Linked DNA regions of Mus musculus: region 1 is linked to region 2. The links are chromatin contacts, called in public Micro-C maps. All regions are on one chromosome and are shown on one strand. The core of a region is the stretch at or near the end of the contact, and the rest is flanking DNA. Distances in the headings are between cores, read along the strand shown. Region 1 holds the start of Cdc42ep4 (CDC42 effector protein (Rho GTPase binding) 4). Region 2 holds the start of Arsg (arylsulfatase G).

Region 1 (4,895 bases), core at 1,034-3,533, 4.3 Mb after region 2:
GAAAGGAGGGTTCAAAAGAGAGGGAGACAGGAGCCCCCCCCCCAAAATGGAAGAAGTGCTCAGAGGAACAGCACGAGCATACAGACAGCATGAGCAAAGGGTCCTGCAAACCCCGAGAAGTTACCAGAGGGGCCGAGACACCCCCACATCAATACTGCTTTGGGAGCAGGCTCGCTTTAGCATCCAGCTCCTTAAAGTCCGCGCTAAGATCGATCACCAGGAGCTGAGAAGCTCTCCTCCCGCCCGTATCTCCCAAGGTTCCACTCAGTGGGAAATAGTTAAGGGGCAAAGTCCCTGTTCACAGAGGAGATAAACCACATTAATCAGTAGTCACATACAGGCAGCTGATCAGGGCTGGTAGCACATGGTCCCTCCCACACTCAGCCCTGTATCAGCTCCCTGACATGCATAGTAGCTTCCCGGTCTCTAGTGATGCCCCACTATTGCCAACTGCCCTTGGGCTGCCCAGAGGCCTGGCTCTGCTCCAGCACGTCCCTCCAACCCCACCTCCCCAGTTCTGGGAGAAACCTGTAGCTAAGGTTCCCCATGCTGTGGGCCCTGTTCTTTGTTCTTTAAAATTCACTCCATCCCACTGGTGGTCCCCCCCTCCTCCAGCCAGGCCTCAGAAAGGGGCGGGAGAGGCTGCTGCAGGCGTTACTGGAAACCCAGACAGGGCAAAGAAGTTGCAAGGCAGAGGCCCCCTGCCAGGGGCCTCTCATTGTTTATGCTCCCCAGATCTCGGGTCCAGATGGTTGCTGGGGGTAAGGATGAAAAGTATCCCAACCGCTCCAGCGAGAATGGACAAGAGGTTTCAAAGTAAAGACACCCACAAGGAAGCTTTCCTCATTCAACGGCTCAACTACCTGGGCAAAGAATGGGAGCTGTCGGCCCAGGGAGAGACGTGGGAGCCGGTCAGATTGCAAGAGGTGAGACTGTTGGAGGGTGGGTGAAGGGGGGGGAGGGAGAAGTTCCCAGCCAAGAAGAAAAGAGAAAGCATTGTATTTCCTTTTCATTCTCCCCGGGAGAAAAAGAAAACTTCCGAAGCCCAGGCCGCAGTATTTCATTGGGCAAACACAAGGAACCTGGTTTGAGTTAACAGAGAGGGAGCGCCCCTCCCCCCGCAGGCACACACGCAAGTCCTACGGTCTGTTCCCAGGAAGCTCAACCGCCATCCACCCCGCCAGTCTAGGACACTCACCCACAGCAACCAGGGGTCCCCCAAAGGGGAAAGGCAGCTCCAGCAGACGACGCCACAGACACAGGAGGGCAGATTTGTTCCTCCGGCTGGGGGCGCTCCAGGAATGGGGAGGAGCCAGAGATCAGGATCGCAGCCTTCAACGTCCCAAGCCAGCGGTTAAATCATTAACCAACCGCTACCTACTCGCCCCTGAAAAAGCCTCGAGCCCCATGCTTCGGACGTACCGGGCGCGCGCGCAGGTCCCCCCGCGTAAAGCCTCGTCCCAGGTTTCTAAGGGACCGCCAGCTCGGCCCAGCCCCACCCTGCGCCTCTTGCGGCCTTGGCCTCCAAGTCTTCCAAGGGAGGCGGGCGGGGCGGGAGAAGGAAGGGCTCCGACGGGCGGGGAGTATTTGCTCTTTAGGCTATTGCCTTCCAGCCGGCTCTTGCCCTCCTTTCTCCCCGGCCGGGCGACACCGGGTGGCGCCTAAAGCAGTGTGTGTACACGGGAGAGCACGCGTACACCCCTCTACCACTACCGACGAACTCAGCGGTTATTCATGGAGAAGTCTGTGCGCACACGCCCCCCTCGGGGCGACCGCCGCCGATTGTTGTGTGCCTGCCCACGGCAACACACACCCCATTCCTGCGCGAGGGGGTGGACCTTTAAAACCTGCCCACTCACCCCACCCCGAACAGTCCCCGTGGCCAGATCGGGGCGTACTGGCGACGCTGAGCCCTGTTGTTACCCCCTCCTCCGCAAATGATTTTCTGGGACACGGTATGTGACTCTGGGTCTGGTCCCAGGCATGCCTACCCACGCTGGGCACAGAGGGGTGTGTTTGTGTGCGCGCGCGCCCTGCTCCTAGGTCCTCATCTTCCCCATCCCCGGGTCTTTCTACCTTCTCCACGTCACCAGGGGTCTCGAGCCTACCCAGGCCTCACGCGGCCACTGGGCCACAAACGGATGCTCGTCGCCTACCTCGGTCCCCAGCTCCCCGAGCGCGGACCAGGTGCGGCTGTACGCTCCCCTCGGTGTGCTTGGCGCCTCGGCAAGGCTGGCGACCCATGGCAGCGCCGGCGTTTGTTTCCTCTGGCTCCCGGGGCTCCGAGTGTGCTAGAAGCTAGGACACTCCCCTCCCAGGCTCCTCCCAGCCCTCCCTCCCATTTCCCTCCGCGCTGATGTCACTCCGTCGCAGCAGCCAATGACTGCCACGGAACTCAACTCGGCTGCTTGGCCTCCCAGGTTCAAATCTAAAAGCCTGAGACGCCCCCCACAAGCTCCTAGTAGGGTAGACAGAGCAGGTCTTGCTTTGAGGAGTCGCGCCCCACAGCCCCCAGTGCTCTGCCGCGGAACCGACGTGCGGTCCGCAGAAACAGGAGCACATCCCCTCCCCAGGAACCAAGGGGAAGCTCTCTCTTGGCTCTTCCAGTTTTGAACAATGGTAAGAAAACAACTCCCTCCAGGACGTTACCCACTTCTGGACCACGAGCAGGAGCTTGGGCTCCGTGGATTCCCTCTCCATCTGGAGGGCGGGAGAAGCAGGTCCGCCCGAGTCCAGACCCGGTCTGAGCAGTGGAGGAACTTTTCAGCAAGGTGACCTGGCTTTGATAGCTCTGTCTGGTGATCATGGGCTCTTAAGTACCCTCCCAGGGAACCTCCCGGAATTAAATCCCGCGTGCTTGGGTAGAGGAAGCCCCACCTATGAATGATCATTAAAAGCAATAAAAGCCAGGGGCGAAATAGTCAATAAAGAGGAAACGGAGCCAACCCAAAGTGAAAGTTCCCTAACTACTTAAAGGAAGTGGGGGTGGGGTGGTGTAGGCCTCAGCCTCCTTTTTCCCCAGAGTTGCCTCACGGTCCCTCAGCTCCTTCACTGTCCTCTGGAAACCCTGTCTCTCAGGATCCCACCCCATCCCCGACCTCTCCCCCATCTCCCCGTCTATCCATGAAAACTTCAAACTGTCCATATTGTGTGAAAATCAAACCTAAAAGGTCAGTGTCGCTGGGCAGTGGTGGTGCACGCCTTTAATCCCAGCACTCAGGAGGCAGAGGCAGGCAGATTTCTGAGTTCGAGGCCAGCCTGGTCTACAAAGTGAGTGCCAGGGCTATACAGAGAAACAACCCTGTCTCAAAAAACCAAAAAAAAAAAAAAAAAAAAAAAAAAAAGTTCAGTGTCTGGTCTAGGGGTCCAGTTCCGGCTGCGGAGCACGAGGCTGGTTCAATTCAAGCCCAGCACCACCACCAACCAAAAGAGATGTCAAAATTAGTGAAACTAAAACACGGGGTCCAAAGTAACTTGGGATGGGGATATCCCTGGGGTTCTGACCGTGATTGGGTTACCATGGGGAATTTATACCTCCTCCCCCTACTCTGACTGTCCTTGTATGGGTCCCTCACCTGGAGGTTGTCAAGATGAAAGAGAAATGTGGTTTAGAATAGACAACAGTGTCGGAGTCAGGTCTGTGGGTCAGAGGTAGCTGTAACAGGGCACTAGGGCAAACCAGTAGGAGAGAGTTGTGTTGCCTCTGGCTTTCAACTCTGCCCCTCACTGGCCCACAAGCCTTCCCATCTCTCAAATGGGTACAGCACCTGTTGACATTCCTTCTAGGCTCCACCCCATAGTTACCTGGCAACAGCCAGGTGTGCCAGACTCACTATAAAAGGATCTCTTGCCAGGCAATGTGGTGCACGCCTTTAATGCCAGCACACTGGAGGCAGAGGCAGGCGGATTTCTGAGTTCGAGGCCAGCCTGGTCTACAGAGTGAGTTCCAGGACAGCCAGGGCTACACAGAGAAACCCTGTCTTCAAAAAACACAAACAGGGGGCTGGTGAGATGGCTCAGTGGGTAAGGGCACCCGACTGCTCTTCCGAAGGTCTGAAGTTCAAATCCCAGCAACCACATGGTGGCTCACAACCACCCGTAATGAGATCTGGTGCGCTCTTCTGGTGTATCTGAAGACAACTACAGTGTACTTACATATAGTAAATAAATAAATCTTTAAAAAAAAAAAAAAACACAAACAAAAAAAGGAGTCCTCTCTCGCTCTTCTTACTCCCTCTCTTCCCTCTCTTTCTCCCCCCCCCCATGTTTATGGCCGGCCTCTACTCCTTTACACTCTCTCTCTCTCTCTCTCTCTCTCTCTCTCTCTCTCTCTCTCTCTCCTCTCTTCTCTCTTCTCTCCTCTCTCTGCCTTTCTCTGTCTCTGCTACCCCTTCAACTCCCCTCCCTATGCCCTAAATAAACTTTATTCCATACTATACCATCGTGTGGCTGGTCCCTCAGGGGGAAGGGGTGCCTCAGCATGGGCCCGCAGAGGCACCCCCTTCCCCACACCATACCGCGCCTCCACCAAACATAACCCTGGCTTCTTGTTCTTTTTTATAAAACACAGCATTGGTGCCAAGTGACTCGGATTTAGAAACTGGGATTTCTACAACACAACAGCACCCCTCCCCCCCCCCCCCCGCTTCCCCTACTAGTGCAAACGTTAACCTTCCCCCATGAACTCCCCCAGATGCAGGCTCTCAGTGGCCTTCCCGGATGGTGCCATACCCCAGTGGTTTCCCTCCTGGGCACCCGCCTCCCTGTGCTCCTAGAGAGCCAGGAGTTTTTCATTTGTTCGTTTTAAGCTTTAATTTGATTCATAAGCTTTTTTCTGATTTTCTCAAGAGTCTTCTCCTCTCATTTCATGTTCCATAAATCATTTGGGAATGCCA
Region 2 (4,625 bases), core at 1,519-4,018:
TCTGAATCTAACTAGGTTCTGAGTCCAAAGCTTGTCCCCTAAGAAGAGGCAATCCCAAGGGATGGCCTTTGACCCCGACTGACTCTGAGTTACCACCTACAGATTAGCCCAGTGTGGGTTTATCTTCTGGAAACCCTTTGGGCAGTGGTTCCGGACTAGCAGAAATCTCCTGATGGCTAAATTGCATCTGTGAAGGCGATTTCTAGGTTTTTCCCCATTAGATAGTTCTGTTATTCTGAGTAAGCGCCTGCTGGCTTTTCACCCAAGACCCCCCAATGTCCTTCTGATGGAAAAAAAAAAGGCTGGACAGTTTAGTGTATTTCCTAGTAGCTTTTGGTTACCCTTATGTCTCTGTCAAAAAAGAAAAAGGAGAGAATATAAAACAAAACAAACTGGAGTGAAGTTCTTTGCTTATAGACCTATAGACAGCTACACTCAGGAAGCCAAGACAGGAAGTGGGCTATGTGTTGAAGCAGGCTTCTTTACGCAGTAAGTCTCAAGCCAGTTTGGGCTACAGGATAATAAGCCTGTTTCCCTGAGAGGGTGAAGGAAGCAGGCCTTAAATGGGTGTCCTACAGGACTTGGAGATTTATAATTACCTGGGACATTCACTGTGATTTAATTTGTTGTAAGGATTTGGCAAAAAGACATAAAGATACTGGATTATCATACAGTCTCTGGGGTTAGTCTAGGGTCAGTTCTGGGCGAAGTTCAAAAGACAAGCTTAGAAGGCAATGAGCTGGCGGCTGCTGGTGTCAGCAGAACAGAGGCACTTCGAAGCTCCTTCAAGATGTAGACCGGAGTATACAGCTTCTGACAAGTTGTCTCTAGCCTCAGTTGTCTGGACCAGTCTGCATGTGTGTGTGGGAAGTTCGTTTGAATTCTCTCTATAAAAAACAAAACTTCCCCAACTCTAACCTGCTAAACGGCCTCAGCCACGTTTGAATGAATCACTGGCTACAAGCTATTCACCCGGTTTGCAAGACCATCGAGTTGAAACCCAAGCCCCTAATTTAAGTGTCTTCCTCTGGAGTTCCACTGAGGAAAAGTCCTGTTTCTGGAAACCGCAGAAGGAAAACTCAGGGCCAGTGGTACTCATTAAGACCAGTTTTCCACTTGACTGCATTGTTTATTTACATACTGTCAGTTTCTATCTTTGACGGTGCCGGGTGCCGCTGGTCCCTTAATTACCAGGAAAGGTGTTTCACCACTGTATTCTCCCCAACCCCCGAGCCACCTAACAGTGCTTGGCACACGGGAAGACCTTAGTATAGGAACTGGCACTTTCTTGTAGCTAGACACTCATCAGAATGGTTTGTAAAAAAAACAAAACAAAACAAACAAACAAACAAACAAACAAAAAAAACCAGTCAGATCACCAGAGGCTGAAATCTCAATCCTAAGGTAGAAATCCCCTTCCCGTCAAAAGCAGCCAGCACAGTGCCTAGCTGTACAAACCACCAGCTTCCAGGTTAAGGAGTTGTAATGGGTTCCTCAATTCCTACGATCTTCCCCCCTACCCTGTTGTTCGATGACATTTTTACACGCCATCTAACAAACTTCTATCACTTGTCTGCTGCGGTGCAGGGATTGAGAACAACCCAGAAGGAAATTAACCTATTTCCTCTTTAAAATCATTCTCCCCCCACGCCTGGAGCCGTTCAGCTGCACGACACTTTGCTGCCGCTGGTAGCCCGGCGGACCTTGGAAGTTGTGCGGGACCGACCAGCAGGCAGCAAGCGGGTGACAGTGCAGCCCGGCAAGGTGTGGGACCCACGCTCCGAAGGGAAATCTGTCTCTCTCCGGGACCGCCCTGGGGAGGGGGGTAACAGGGATGGAGACCCGAAGTTCCACTTTTCCCTCGTGCTGCCTCAGTGGCCGCCTTGGGTGCGCGCGCGAGCCCGGGGAAGGAAGGTACCTCTCTGACATTTCGCTCTGCTGACGCGCCGGCAACTTCATGAGGAAAATCCAGAGAGGGTCTGAGACGGTCGCCGGACTCGCCTCACAGCCTGGCTCCTTTCACCCCGGGTTGGGGACGATCAAAGGCCAGGGCACCCTTTAAGGTATTTCCTGGAACCCATCTATACTTAGGGTCATGGACATTCAACTCTCAGTTGCCCACAACTGCCCGAGCGCGTCATCCCAGTGGCTCCGAACACTCCCAACTGTCAGAATATTTTTCGGATTAACCTCTTTAAAATGTTAAAAGCTTTCCTCCTCCCCGCCCTTAAAAAAAAAAAAAAGGCCCCAACACATATTAAAAAACAAACAAACAAACACCCATACCCCACAATCAAACTTTTAAGCGTGTAAAATAATAAAACCAACTCACCAAGTTAGAAGGGAAGAGAATAAACCCCAAAAGGCACCCAATAAGGCGGAGGCTGGGCCTCCGGAGCCTTCTTATAAACCGCTCCGTAACATGAGAAAAAGGTTTAACCCCTTAGGGCGTGGGCCAGAGTCTCTATCAAGTTGGCTCCGGGCGGGGAGCCTGGAGTACCCTGGCCCCCAACCCACGCCAGCCTCGGCCACCCGAGCCACACCCTCCCCCCGCCCCCCAACCCTGTCGCCTCCTCCCGGGCCGTGCGTGCCGCCGCCCGCGCCCCGGCCCCGCTTCTCTCTGCCTATCTCTTATCCTATACCGGCTGCAGCCGGTCTCCGCCGGCCTCGGGGGCGCGCCGCCGACCATGTGCTGGGAGCGCCGAGCGCCTGCAAGGAGGGGGCCGGCCTGGTGCGCGCGCGCGGGCCCACGTGGATCGGGGCCGCGCAAGGCACGCGCCCCGCCTGCCGGCTGCCGGGGCTGGGGGTCACGGAAGGTAACCGCGCTGTCATCGCGGGTCGCCCATCCCCGCCGACGCCTCTGGGGTCCTTGGCCCGACGCCCTCATCCCCTCATCCGCGCGTGCCCGTGTGATCCCGGCCCGATCGGACCCCGGCACTTAGCTGCAGTGCGAGCGGGAGCGCGATCGAGCCCGGGGCGACCGAGTGCGCCCCTGCACCCCCTCTCCGAGCGCAGCTCCCGGGTCCGCCCGCGCCCTGAGGATTTGGGGAGCCAGTGAGGAGGCTGGGGAGGGGGGGTTGGGAGGGCAGGGGAGGCGCGCGTTTGGGCTGGTCCCGCGCGTCCCTGGTCCCGGACTGAACAGGTTCCTTCCAGTTTGGGTGTGAGCGGAGCACGCGCGGGATCCCGAGTTCCTCCTCTAGAGACCACTTCCCCCCCAAATTTCGTCAACTCGCGCGCCCCGCCAGTTCCCCTTCCGGGCATGCGGGGGGAAGTGCCGCAATGGGCCCTAAGGAGCCCGCGGCTGGGTTGCTGCCGGTGCACTGTCGTGTTCCCCCGCCTCCCCTCCCCGTGCTGCCTTGTTTGCAGCCGCAGCAGCCACCAGCCGCCAGCATCCGCGCTGCGCGAAAGAGATGGGAGAAGCCTGGCTGAGTCAGCATCTCCGCTTCTCCGTGCGCGCGCACCCGCCTAGGCGGGAGGCGGCGTGAGCACAGGTGCACGGCAGCCTTAACCCCCCCCCCCCCCAGGAGGCTTCTGGGGGGATCGAGACCCCCAAACCTCCAAGCCCCCTGATCCCAAAGGTCACTATGAACTAAATGGATGCTTCCGGAGAAGCCCGAGTTATTCCTGAGGACAGCGCGTGTCTGAGGATTAGGGACTGTTCAGAGCCAGAGGGGGCGCAAAGTTGGTTTCCTGGACTCCATCTCACACCTCTGGAGAAAAACTGGGTACTGCCTCACAGCAAAAGCCCTGTTCCTCTGCATTCCCCCCCCTTCCCCCCTCAGACTTAGGCAACCCACGTCGGTTGATTGTGGCTCAGAGATTGTCTTTCTGATGTTAGAAACTGCAGAGAACCTACTTTGGGAGTGTGCCTGAAGGGTCGCCACCCACCGGGAGGAGCACCGGTTCAAAATTTTAATAAAAACCTTTCCTTGCTCTGTCATTTCCCCCAGGATTTGGGAATGCAGTCACCCAGTGCTGTCAATAGGCTCTGGTGTGGCTAAGTGAGGAGGCAGGTGTATTGGTGCAGAGTGTGTTACTCTGGTCACTGTAGTCCAGCCAGGCTACCACTGAATAATAACTGGCAAATTTGTGGGAATAATTAAACCTTTACCCCATCCCAGACAGGTGTAGTCCACGCTGGCTTCAAACTTATATTTGACCCCCCCCCCCCCAAATCCTGGTTTGTTTGTTTTTAAAAAACACGATCTCACTAGCCAAGCCAAGACTAACCTAAAACTGAAGATCCTCCTGTCTCGGCCTCCAAAGTGATGGGATCGCAGGGTTCTTTTTTCTTTTTCTTTTGGTTTTTTCAAGACAGCTTTGAAACCAGGCTGGCCTCTGCCTCCCGAGTGCTGGGATTAAAGGCGTGCACCACCACCGCCTGTCGCAGGCTTCTTTTTCTTAACCAAGGTCTGTCTGTAACTGGTCTGCACCGCCTAGCTTCAACCCGTCCACCAGCCTCATCCTGCACTGTAGCTGTGACTACAGGCACAATACGCTCTGCCTGGCTGGAAATGGCACGATTTTAAGACACGTTTTAAAGATGGAGCTCAGCTGATCTTGGGCTTGCAATCTTTCTGACTGTGCCTCCCAAGCACTGAAAACGCTGGCATGTGCCGTGATGC

The links. Hi-C and Micro-C count contacts between places; a contact is called where the count stands out from the background.
Region 1: a Micro-C map of embryonic stem cells shows a contact between it and region 2, with 9 times the contacts expected there. The contact joins the promoter of Cdc42ep4 here to the promoter of Arsg in region 2.

What each region holds. Positions count from the first base shown.
Region 1 is chr11:113,749,532-113,754,426 of GRCm38.p6, forward strand. Cdc42ep4 (CDC42 effector protein (Rho GTPase binding) 4) reads right to left here and starts at 2,284. Exons shown (of 2, transcript NM_001163346.1): 1 at 2,157-2,284.
Region 2 is chr11:109,470,606-109,475,230 of GRCm38.p6, forward strand. It overlaps Arsg (arylsulfatase G), which reads left to right and starts at 2,769. Exons shown (of 14, transcript NM_028710.3): 1 at 2,769-2,816. Slc16a6 (solute carrier family 16 (monocarboxylic acid transporters), member 6) reads right to left here and starts at 2,993. Exons shown (of 6, transcript NM_001029842.2): 1 at 2,643-2,993. The coding sequence starts at 2,887.